Regions from separate parts of the Mus musculus genome. Here regions 2, 3 and 4 are each linked to region 1. A link is a contact called in public Hi-C and HiChIP or PLAC-seq data. All regions are on one chromosome and are shown on one strand. Each heading gives the region's core, a stretch centred on a gene start, on an enhancer-like site or on the middle of the called end of the contact. The rest is flanking DNA. Distances are from core to core; before and after follow the strand shown. Region 1 holds the start of Frmd3 (FERM domain containing 3). Region 2 holds the start of Kdm4c (lysine (K)-specific demethylase 4C). Region 3 holds the start of Rasef (RAS and EF hand domain containing). Region 4 has its middle 21 kb from the start of Kdm4c.

Evidence for each region. A called contact is a pair of places that touch in the nucleus more often than the background predicts. HiChIP or PLAC-seq counts read pairs in DNA pulled down with a chosen protein or histone mark.
Region 2: a contact with region 1 is called in an H3K4me3 HiChIP or PLAC-seq map of craniofacial prominence, with 5 times the contacts expected there. The contact joins the promoter of Kdm4c here to the promoter of Frmd3 in region 1. A contact is called at or near these places in 1 of 39 promoter capture datasets (liver), 1 of 484 Hi-C or Micro-C datasets (embryonic stem cells) and 3 of 115 datasets of contacts at active chromatin or transcription factors (craniofacial prominence, embryonic stem cells and forebrain).
Region 3: a Hi-C map of nephron progenitors shows a contact between it and region 1, with 1.6 times the contacts expected there. The contact joins the promoter of Rasef here to the promoter of Frmd3 in region 1. A contact is called at or near these places in 1 of 39 promoter capture datasets (embryonic stem cells), 4 of 484 Hi-C or Micro-C datasets (cerebral cortex, cortical neurons, embryonic stem cells and 1 more) and 1 of 115 datasets of contacts at active chromatin or transcription factors (embryonic stem cells).
Region 4: an H3K4me3 HiChIP or PLAC-seq map of embryonic stem cells shows a contact between it and region 1, with 6 times the contacts expected there. The contact joins the enhancer-like site here to the promoter of Frmd3 in region 1. A contact is called at or near these places in 2 of 39 promoter capture datasets (hippocampal neurons and liver), 6 of 484 Hi-C or Micro-C datasets (cerebellar granule neurons, embryonic stem cells, myocytes and 1 more) and 1 of 115 datasets of contacts at active chromatin or transcription factors (embryonic stem cells).

The regions. Positions count from the first base shown.
Region 1 is chr4:74,012,212-74,015,111 of GRCm38.p6, reverse strand. Frmd3 (FERM domain containing 3) reads right to left here and starts at 1,509. Exons shown (of 14, transcript NM_172869.4): 1 at 1,196-1,509. The coding sequence starts at 1,342.
Region 2 is chr4:74,250,429-74,253,328 of GRCm38.p6, reverse strand. Kdm4c (lysine (K)-specific demethylase 4C) reads right to left here and starts at 1,450. Exons shown (of 22, transcript NM_144787.2): 1 at 1,243-1,450.
Region 3 is chr4:73,789,065-73,791,964 of GRCm38.p6, reverse strand. Rasef (RAS and EF hand domain containing) reads left to right here and starts at 1,363. Exons shown (of 18, transcript NM_001017427.1): 1 at 1,363-1,441. Gm11240 (predicted gene 11240) reads right to left here and starts at 721. Exons shown (of 3, transcript NR_046042.1): 1 at 560-721.
Region 4 is chr4:74,229,609-74,232,508 of GRCm38.p6, reverse strand. It overlaps the pseudogene Gm11405. Among named protein-coding and RNA genes, the nearest start is that of Kdm4c, 21 kb to the left of the region's middle. Within about 2 kb of position 1,373, at least 22 of the 459 cell types and tissues checked have an H3K27ac peak or open chromatin away from gene starts, as enhancers often do. A contact at or near this core is called in embryonic stem cells, where this site is marked.

The DNA.
Region 1 (2,900 bases), core at 260-2,759:
GAAGGAGGAAAGCGATGTAATTATATTTTAATTAAAAATGTCTTTTTAAAAATTCTGGCACAAGCTAGAGGCAGATTCCTGCCTCTTGGAGGTGTTAATCCCTTCACGTCCCACAGGCATGGGTCTTAGAACCTCAAGATATAGTAGCCTGGAAGAGGGAATCCTAGAAATAGTTAGATTTTAAACTCTGATGCTCACAGTGCTTAGCTCTGCTACAACCTTTGCAGAACTTGCATGTCATATGAGGTCATAGGAGAAGCTAACACCGACCTGCCTGAACAAGTGCAGCCAAAGGGCACACAGCCTGTTTGAGTGCATAGAAACACATAGACACATCACCACCACCACCAACAACCACCAACAGCACCAGCTGAGGCAGCAGCAACAGCAGTTTGCAAATATATTTGCGAGGCCACAGACAATGATCTCCCAAGGAAGGGAGAGGCCAATAAAAATACTAAGCAACGTGCCTTCTCCAACTTGACCACATGAATAGTCACCAAAATTCCAAGCTCTTTAACCCAAGACCCAGCTTCCTGCAGGACTCGTTTGCAAGCTTCATGAATCTTTTCCCTTTCTCTGAAACACACATTTCATGTTTCTTTAGAGGTAGCTCCAAATCGATACAAAGTGCATCCCATTCCTCAAGGCTGGAGCCCAAGATTTCTAGGAAACTTGGAGAAGTCCATTACCACACTAGAGAAATCAGGCTCCTGTCAGAGAAACAGCAGGGTACAAGAAGCAGGTTCCCAAACCGCCTGGGCGCGGGAAACAGGAGCGAACCCTGGCTGGTGGAGTCCTTTTCCACGTGGTGGATGAGAAAGAAGGACACTGGGGTAGCATGCAAGGGTCTCCCTTGGCTCCGTGGCTTCTATGTCCTGGTGAGATAGGCTCCAAAGGGACCAGTACAGCGCCAAGCGAGAGACATTTGCTTACAGTCTCAGCCTAGGAGCAACGTAAAGTGAGCCCAGGGAACACGTCAGGGTAGGGGGCTGAGGTAAGGATAACACACAGCAGATGACTATAGAGGGCCAAAGCCCCTATCTTGAGGACTGAAGCAAATCCAGCATTCCAGCCGCTCTTCTTTGCTGAGATGGGTTTCCCACCAGTGCATGCCTACCCTCAGAGCCCTCTCACTCACTCCTGCACCGTGCGAGTACCGCACGCCCTGCATCCTCCCCCGGTGCCACCGCACCTGGATATGGCAGGAGACCTCCGAGTCGTCCAGCAGTCGAATGGTGCATTTCATCTCCTGGTTGAGCGATTTGATACTGGAGCTCCGAAAGTGAATCATCTTCATAGTCCTTCTGCCTCTCGGCGCACAGTGACAAGAAGCGAACATACACAGCAGCACGCGGGAGGCAGCCGTAGGAGGCGCGGGACCCGCGCGGCCCTGGTCCACGCGGACATTCACACGTTCTCAATACAGTCGCAGCTCCGGGTGCAGCTCCGCCCGGAGACCGTGGCAGCGCAGGGCGCCTGCGGCCACCAGCGGCGAGTGGCGAGGAGAACCCGTCCCTCCCTCTCCTCTTCACACGCTCCAATCCCCGCCTCCTTTCCTAGCTAGCTCAGAGGGCACCTCCCTTGGCTTGGGCTTGAAGGCTGAGGGCGGTGGGAGCCCAGGACCCTCCTAGGGCTCGCGGTTGGAGGAGGCACAGGACCGACTGTCCCCTGACGCTCAGAAGCTCTGGCGGGGGCCACTTCCAGGGCTGCTGCTGCGTCAGGCTAGGCCCTGATGCTTTCCTCCGACTGGCCGCCTCCTCCCTCCTCCCATCGCGGTTGCTAGATGGTCCCTGCCCTGCTTCTCTTCGACTCAAAGGCGCCCTGCATTGTGAATTCCCGGATCCTGGCGGCCAGCAAAGAGTGCAGAACAACCCACACACCCTCAAGGGAATTCCGCTGATGGAGAGAACTGTTGGGCTGGAAGGGATTATCAAACAATGGCAAGAGGCACAAACATTGCACATGCACATGACCGTGGTAACAGTCTCGGATATTCCTGGCCGATTTTAAAGTTAATATTAACTGAGATCAGCCCTCGTCTTCCATCTTTAGTTAGGAATTGTCTTTCTTAAATAGTTTGATTTTTTAATTTTTAATATTTTTTTTATGGACCTATCTCCTTAGACTCCAACTAGAAGCTCTATTCTGCCCCACCCTCTTTAGGGAGCCTCCTCCACCTCCCACAGCATAGGAATCTAGTAGGAGTCTAATGACAAAGACGTTTCCCATTCTATTTTAGTCTCCTCTCTGGGTGCTGGAAACCCTGGAATTCTCTGTTGCTCTCCAGGAATTCATTGTCATCCCAATGAGCCCCTGTCCCTGTGTGAAATGCTCTAGGTTCAAGGGGTGACGGAGATGTTGCAGCAGTTACAGGTAGGTAGAACTTCGAGATGGAGGGAGAAATGTTAGAAAATAGGAATTAAATGAAAGCTGCTTTGCTCTGTTGTTTCTTTTTCAGTGAGGAATGATTGCTACCAGAAAGGCTTGTTAGCTGTCAGTTCTTTAACGTTTGCTACATATGCAGTCCCTTCATCCAGAGGGATACCCTGTGCTGTGGAGGGAAAAAGGCTGGGAAGGGATTGGCTGTGGCTAGCAGTGCACTTGGCGTTCTTCCTGTCCTGTGTATTCCCTGCTTCCTCTGCAATTCCAGCACTAGTAATCACCCTACAGTCAGGCATCTATTTCTCAATCCTCTAAACTGCAAGAGCGATCAACCTACTACTGCCCCTTGTCTGAAACCTCAGCACTAGCAATGATGAAGCTGGAGGAGAGAGTGTGAGGCCAGCCTGGATTGCTTAGTGAGACTGTATCAAATAACAAAAGGAAAAGAGAGAGAGAGAGAGAGAGAGAGAGAGAGAGAGAATTTAGTATAACATTGTATCTTAGTCACTCTTCTA
Region 2 (2,900 bases), core at 201-2,700, 240 kb before region 1:
TAAGGTGTTCAGATACTAAGCATTGGCCCTACCACTTGAGCTATATATTCCAGGCGGTGGGAACGGACCGTAAATTTTAGAGAACAAATAACCAGTAGCAGTGCAGAAATATGACCAGCAGGAATCCCTGCACTGGTGATGCAGAGGCAGGTGGATTTCCTGGAGCACCAGGTTAGCTACCATACAGAGTTCTAAGTTGGGCAGGACTACATATAAGACCCTGACTCAAAAAACAACCAAAAATACCAAAAGTTTTAACCATCACACTTTTAAATTAGAATACTAATAACTTTTCCCATAGAAAGAGTTAGGCTCCACTCCCTTCCGCCCTTTTTAAACGCAAAACTCAAGTGGGTGAAATACAGCAAAGATTGGTGCTAACCTAAGCTTACCGAGCCTATCAAAAGCGTCTCCCGGGTTCCGAATTGCTTCATTTCTAACGTAAGCTTTCTAAGCAGTACTAGGTAAATCACCAAGTGTGAGTGACCGTACTGAGTCCAAGATTTAAAAAAAAAAAAAAAAAAAAAAGTTGGTCAAGTCTTCCAAGTCTTCTCTCAGAGCACCTGACTGACTACGTGCGAGCTTGCGGGCTCAGCCACACCGGCGGCTGCCTTCTGGGTCCCCAAGAAAATCCTCAGAACTGAGTCCAGCTGCTTTCACTGCTGAGCAGAGAACACCAACTTCCAGCCCGAGCTAGACCGCCTGCCTTCTTGGCATTCCCATCGCACAACACGCCCTCTCTCCCTGGCAGTTCACATGCCGCAACGAAGTCGCATCTATTAAGCGCCCACTGTCTACCCCGCATCATGGCTCCCCCCAGGAACCGCACAAAGAAATGGCCTCAAGACGGAGGAAAGAAAAAGGGAAAGATCATCTGCTAGGGCCAAGAACGAACCCGAGTGAGGGTCGGGCTACCTGCTACCTCGCGGATCCGGACATCCCGACCCAAGGGAGGCTCGGAGGACGCACAGGCCCGGCCTTCCTGGAGTCGGCCGCAGAGGGGTCGGTCGGCGCCCCAGACCACACAGGCGTGGCAGTCCGGAGCAACAGCACCTCCGATCGGCTCCCGGGAGGCAGGCGAGCGAGCTCCCGAATCCCGAGGGCCAGAATGGACTGTCAGGGCCGCCTCCTCCCTCCCAGCTGACTGCTTTGCACCGCGGAGCGCCCAGGCCCGTGCTGCCCTGCGAAGACCGGACCGAGGCCGCCACCCTTCCCGCTCCGTCCCGACCAAGAAGAGGTTACCTGCGCCGCTGGCGGAGGTCCAGACGCCACCCGAATGAAAGGGATGAAAAGTGCGGCCTCCCCTGAGGGTTTTGGGAATCTTTGGAAGACTTGTTCCGCACTGGGTGACAGCTGTTCGCTGCGCACGCGCACGGGGCGCCACCACGGAATCCCTCCGCCGCGCTCCCCTCCCTCCCGGCTCGGAGGTGGGCGGGAGGCGGCGCGGGCGCGCAGGCTGTGCGGGCTGCCTCTGCCTGCGTGTGGCGCACGCGCCCCCACGTGACCGCTGGGCCGGGCGCTCTCTGGGTCACGTGGGTCTCTAAACTGCTTAAAGGTGCCCGACTTGAAGCCGAGACTTCCGCCTCTTGCCTAGTCTACGCTTGCCGTGCTGTATTTCCTTTTGCCTTGGGGACAAGCTCGCCTCTTCTTTCTCAAAGGAGGAAAAACACTGACGAAGCAGAAGGAGCAGGTGCGCAACAGATCTTTGTCGGATCACTCACTAGGTTCCCACAGGGGCTGGACCTGAAATAAAATAGTACACGAACACGCCTGCAGGGACTCGGTGCGAGTCTATGGCAACCCTCGGTGCAAGAACGGCTGGCTGATTTTTACCTCGAGTGGAGGTGGTCAGGAAGGCCAGACTCACGATGACATTGTCCTGTGCCGGTACACCAACCAGTGGGCTGCACCTCTGAGCCTACTTCAGTCGGAGATCCCAAGTGAGCAGTGTTCCCAAATTCCTAGCAACCAAGCCTGCCCTTGAGCAAAAAGGTCTAATACTTAAAGACTAGAGAAATCTTGATTAGGGATCCTGAATTGAGTTACCTTCCTACACGTCTGTGTAAATCTGACTTCCAAGACCGCAGAGGAATCACACAGATCTCAAACTCTTACTTCCAGATAGGTGCCTAAACACTAAGCGTTTTGCAAAGGCTAAACAGGTTTTACTGTCCCACAGTTCCTATCTGGGTTTTTTTGTTGCATTTCTTCTAGTTACTGACCAGGCATATACAAAAGTGAGCACACAGGACCATCATTTTACGTGTTGTTAGAAAACAAGGATTTCTAATGAATGTGGTGCATACTTATAACCCAGGACTTGGAACAGAGATCAGAGGACTAGAAATTCAAGATCATTCTCAACACATCATAGACCTGAAGTTAGACTGGGCTACATGATATGCTGTCTCAAAAACTGATCACCTCTTTAAAAAAAAAAAGCTCAACATAACTATTTAAATGTACTTAAATGTGTTTTTTTTAATTTATTTCTTTTTTTTTTTTTTAGGGGGAGCACTGTAAAGACAGATGGGATATGGTTAATTAACTGAAAGATAATGAGATCTAACCACCATATTTCTTTGACTGGAAAAACACCGCTTGGGGGCTAGAGAGATGGCTCAGTGGTAAAGAGCATCGACTGCTCTTCTGAAGGTCCTGAGTTCAAATCCCAGCAACCACATGGTAGCTCACAACCATCCGTAATGAGATCTGACGCCCTCTTCTAGTGCATCTGAAGACAGCTACAGTGTACTTAGATATAATAATAAAAAAATAATAATAATAATAAAACACAGCTTAGGGTTTGGAAAAATACAATTCTAAACTTACTTAACTTATATATAGTCAACTGGTAATTTTTCAATGTGGATATTATAGAGATTGGCAACCATACTCCA
Region 3 (2,900 bases), core at 114-2,613, 220 kb after region 1:
AACTATATGCTGCTGCTGCTGGAAAATAAGTTTTTCTCCAATGGGATGTCACTGAGGATATCAACCATGCTCTGGGCCAGGACACAGGGCTTGAGTTGTTGTTTTGGTCTTTTTTCTTTTGTTTGGATATTTTGTTTTGTTTGTTTTGAGAGAGAGAGAGAGAGAGAGAGAGAGAGAGAGAGAGGATGAGAGAGAGAGAGAACATAAAGTTGGGTAGGGAGGGAGGTGAGGGGGGAGAATATGGGAGAAGTTGGGACAGGGGAAAACATGATTAAAAAATTTTTTTTTCCTGTACAAAAATGAAAAAGAATGCTTTCTCTAAGTGATTTTGGTATTTGTTTTTTCTAAGGTCAAGAAGTCATGGAGTGACTGTTTCTATTTAGGGATATGGGAGATCAACATGACAATGAACATAGCATTAGAGAATATGGACTTCTGGTACTTTTTTTTTTTTTTTAAACCAGAATCTTTTGAATAGGCAGACTTACCATGTGTCTGGAATTACGAGAGGATACATGGCCAATAACTTTAGCCAATTTGGAATCTTATCTCTACTCACTTTCCCCCTTTGGTCGGTGCGGGTGTGTTTGCACTCCATGTTCAGGCAGGCAGGGTCAGTATCTGGGGTGCAGAGGAGAACTTGAATAAGAGGCCATTATGATCTGTGTTTGTGCCTCCAGCAAGTCCCCAAAGCTTAACAGAGAGATGGTCCAGCTGTTGCAGAAGAAAGTCTGGGAGCCAGCCTGTGTCTTTACTCCAAGGTAGGGTGGAGCTTACTCACAGGAAGGTGACCAGTGGCGCTCTGTGGCTCAGGGCAGCAGTCGGGCGGCTGCAGCTGGAGGCGAGCGTCTGGCTCTCCTGCGCCCCGCCTCACCCGGACATCCCCGCCCGCGGCAGGTGGCGGAACCGGCCGGACCTGCTCCACTGGCCGAGCCCCGGAGCTCGGAGCCCCGCGGTGGCCAGCGGCGCCATGGAGGCGGACGCGGACCCTGAGGAGCTGACCCGGCTGCGCTCCGTCTTCGCCACCTACGACACGAACGGCTCCGGGCGCCTGGAGCGTGCGGAGTTCAGCGCGTTGTGCGCGGAGCTGCACGTGGCCGAGGCCGAAGCAGAGGCCGTGTTCAGGGGGCTCGACACGGACCGCGATGGCGCCATCACCTTCCCGGAGTTCGCGCGTGGCTTCCGCGGAGCGCTCGGTCGGGACAGTGCGGAGGCCCAGGGCGCCTGGGAAGTGGCAGAGCCGGAGAGCCCGAGCCCCGCGTGGCGGGACTTCCATGCGCGCCTCGGAGACGAGGCCCAACTCATTCCCAGGTGCGTGGTCAGGCGAACGCGGGAGGCGTGCGCTTCGCAAACGGAAAACCCAATCTGTGAGTCGCCTTTTCTGTTCGACAACTGGCGGTGATTTCTCCGCAAAGAAAAGGGAAGGAGATCTGGAGTTACGGTAGGGAAGGAGTTCAGGGTTTCCTGCAAGCTTGTGGTGGTTGACACCTGTAGCCTCCGGCAGCTGAAGCTGGCACACTCTGGGTGGCTCACAGTGACCTCACCTGTCACCTTTTTCTGCTGTTTCCCTGCCGTACTAAGAAGCTACCCTCAGCAGTTTGCTAGCTTGGCATCCTATAATATAATAGTAGTTGTGTTTGCTAAGGCCGGAAAGAAAGCTATAGCATTGCTGGATTCGCATACTTATTGATGTGCACGACGTCACTCTTTTTATTTTAAGGATAGTTTAGGAAGTACGTTTGTCTGTTTAGGACTGAATGAGAAAGAATACTAGAAATTTAAATTCACAAGCATCAAATGACTTGCTTAGTTGATTAAAAACAGAAATTTGATCTCAGGTCTTCTAAGCTGAAAAAAAATCGCTTTTATTCAGTAAATGAAAGGACACAATCACACCATGACCTTACAGATAAGGAAACATAACTTATTACCTAGTTACTAACAACGAAAGTAGTACAAGGGCGATTTTAGGGTGAGAACGTCACTCTCACCTTCGTTACATTTCCGCTTTTCACTGGAAGTTTTTTCTCCTTTGTGTTTGGAATTTAGCTGCGATTTTATTGAGCTATGGCTGTTCTTAATAGACCTGAGAGACTTCGTTTTAAGTGGGAGTTTGTGGACCTGAGACTTGGTCTCCAAGAAAGGAAAGGCCCTGGGAGGCGTCAGGTTCCTTTGGATTGCTCCACAGCACAAGCTACATCATCATAGCTTCTCCCTCCGGTAAGGGAATTTTGTGCAAGGAGGCTGAGTGACTCATTATGTTGAAAAACTGGGTGTGAGGACAAATCCCTTGCATACACGCGGGGAAAAACAAACAAACCCCTCAATGTCTCAGCCAGGGAAGTAGAAAAAAACTGAACACTGTTGCTGTAGGCTATGCTTTTTCTTCAAGCCATCTTCCCAGTACATGTAGTTATTATTCTTTTTTTTTCCTTTTCTTTATTGGATATTTTCTTTATTTACATTTCAAATGTTTTCCCCTTTCCTTGTCTTCCCTTCTAAAATCAGTATCCCACCCCACCCCCCACCCCCGCCCGCCTCTATGAGGGTGCTCCCCCTCCCCCACTCCTGTCCTCCCGCCCTGGCATTCCCCTACACTAGAGAATCTCACACCTTTAGGCCCAAAGGCCTCTCCTCCCACTGATGTCCAACAAGGCCATCCTCTGCTTCATATGCAGCCCGAGACATGAGTCCCTCTATGTGTACTTTTTGATTGATGGTCCAGTCCTGGGAGCTCTGGGGGTTCTGGCCTGTTGACACTGTTGCTCCCTCAATGGGGCTGCAAACCCCCCCCCCCCCCCAGCTCCTTCAGTCCCTTCTCCATAGTTGATTGCAAGCTTCCTCCTCTGTATTTGTCAGGCTCTGCCAGAGCCTCTTAGGAGATGGCCATATCAGGCTCC
Region 4 (2,900 bases), core at 124-2,623, 220 kb before region 1:
TTCCTCCAATAAGGCCACACCAACTCTAACAAGGCCACACCTCTTTTTTTTTTTAACATCAAGTACGTTTTTTTTTTTTTTTAATTAGGTATTTATTTCATTTACATTTCCAATGCTATCCAAAAAGTACCCCACACGGTCCCCCACCCACTCCCCCACCCACCCACTCCCCCACCCACCCACTCCCCCTTTTTGGCCCTGGCGTTCCCCTGTACTGAGGCATATAAAGTTTGTGTGTCCAATGGGCCTCTCTTTCCAGTGATGGCCGACTAGGCCATCTTCTGATACATATGCAGCTAGAGACACAAGCTCCAGGGGGTACTGGTTAGTTCATTTTGTTGTTCCACCTATAGGGTTGCAGATCCCCTCAGCTCCTTGGGTACTTTCTCTAGCTCCTCCATTGGGGGCCTGTGATCCATCCAATAGCTGACTGTGAGCATCCACTTCTGTGTTTGCTAGGCCCCGGCATAGTCTCACAAGAGACAGCTATATCAGGGTCCTTTCAGCAAAATCTTGCTAGTATATGCAATGGTGTCAGCGTTTGGAAGCTGATCATGGGACCTCTTAATCCTTCCAATCCTCAGTTCTACTCCCTAGTTACTATGCATTCAAATATATGAGGTTGTAGAGGGCCATTTTCATTCAAACCATCACAGCTACCACGTAATATCTTGGGTTTGCCTCTTTGTTTTCTTCCATGTCCAAATGCTGCCTTGTGGCAGCCTAGGATAGGTCTCTTTGTACCTGTGGCACACCTGTTTGCATGCCTGCCATTTGCCAGTTCCATCACATGGAGGCCCGGGTAAACCTTTTTGCAACTGCGCCATGTCCCAGTACCACCAGGTGGCAGCATGGACTCAAATATTCACACATCTGACATTTCCTAGCTTCAGGGCGTGGTAGAGCTGGGCATGCCTGTTTGCACACCTGGTGTGTCCAAGGGCTTACAACTGGTGGCCTGTGCACACTTGTTTGAAAGTGTGCTGTGTTTGAGAGCCACAGTGTGTCTGTGCTGGTTCACCTATTCTGATACAACCCGTTCCTATCATTACCACGTAGTGGTGTGTACATGTCTATTTGTGTATTGGCTTCACCCTACATCACAATGTGGTGGTGTGTACATGTCTGTTGCACACCTGCTATGTCTTAGCACTGTGCCTAGCACACAATTGACATGCCTGCCATGTCTTAGCACTACCATAAGCCATTGCAGGAACATCTGCCTGCCATGTTTCAGCACCACCACACAGCATTATGTGTTCGCCTGTTTCCACACAAGTCATGTCCCAGCGCCACCAAGTGGTGGCATGGGCTGGCTTATGCCTGCTGAGTCCCAGCACCACCAAGTGGCCTGCCTGGGCATGTTCTGTCTCAGTGCCACCAGATGGTGGCCTGGGCACACTGTTTTGTATTCGTGCCCAGAGCCCACTTGGTATACAGGCTTGCCTTTTTTTTTTCAGAGATAATGCATTTATAAACACAGAAATGGTTACAACAAAGATGGCCGTGATGAGCAGGTATATATGTATGTATATATATATATATCCATGTCCGGCATCTGACCGTGGCACCTAGGGAGGCTAAGTCCAGTCCTGTGTGTACCCTGAATTCTCCCTTCTCTGCAAAAGCCCGTCTGGTATTGCAGAGAACACAGCTACCACAGCTCCCAGAGCTCCAAGGACTGGACTCCTTGGATAGCGAGACTGAGTATATAGGCCCTTGGTTGGCAGAGAAGGAAGGAGGCTGTTAAGGAAAAATAACTCATACTCTTAAGCCACCCTTGGTCTCCGGGGAATCTCTGGCACCTTGGCAACCATGAATCAGCTATTGCCCCCTTACAAATAAAAAGGTATAGTCATCACCCAATATAAAGTGAGCTCACAGGGGTCAGACCACGTGCAAAAATCTATTCTTTTACAGGTAAGCATAAAATGGAAGGCTGGTGGCATTTAGAGCTTCCTTCTCTGTTATCTGGGAGGGCCAGCCACTAGTCTTCCATCAACCTCAACTTTGAGGATGAAGAGAGAGAAAGGTAAGCGCCCCCACACTGGATAAGATGTGAGCTCCCAGCGGATCCTTCTCTCAAGCACCAAGCCCCGGTTTTAAAAGCTCTGCCTGGATGGGGGCTGCTGGGTAACACTATCAGCCCAGGATTCCTTGGCCAATCAGGAGCAGCTGGATGGGGGCTGCTGGGTAACACTATCAGCTCAGGATTCCTTGGCCAATCAGGAGCAGCTGGATGGGGGCTGTTGGGTAACACTATCAGCCCAGGATTCCTTGGCCAATCAGGAGCAGCTGGATGGGGGCTGCTGGGTAACACTATCAGCCCAGGATTCCTTGGCCAATCAGGAGCAGCTGGATGGGGGCTGCTGGGTAACACTATCAGCCCAGGATTCCTTGGCCAATCAGGAGCAGCTGGATGGGGGCTGCTGGGTAACACTATCAGCTCAGGACTCCTTGGCCAATCAGGAGCAGCTGGATGGGGGCTGCTGGGTAACACTATCAGCCCAGGACTCCTTGGCCAATCAGGAGCAGCTGGATGGGGGCTGCTGGGTAACACTATCAGCTCAGGACTCCTTGGCCAATCAGGAGCAGCTGAGGTTAAGGATGGTTATCTTGCGAAGAAAAGCCATGCCTGAGACCCAAGGAGCTGGAGACAGGACTTGTCAAGGAAGAAGAGAACTTTCCCACCAAGAAGAGTTGACAAAGGAGGGACCAGGACTTCTCCCCGTTCCGATGGATGGCAGTACGGATCTCTAAGAGCTGGCCAGGTGCTCCACCTGGATGGTGCTGGTGGTGACAGTGAGGCAGATGTCTTTATGATGCTCTGCCGGCTTCTAGGGGGTCAGGTCAAAGGAACACTGGGGTGGAGGGTTTGGGTTGCTGTCTCCACCACCCCC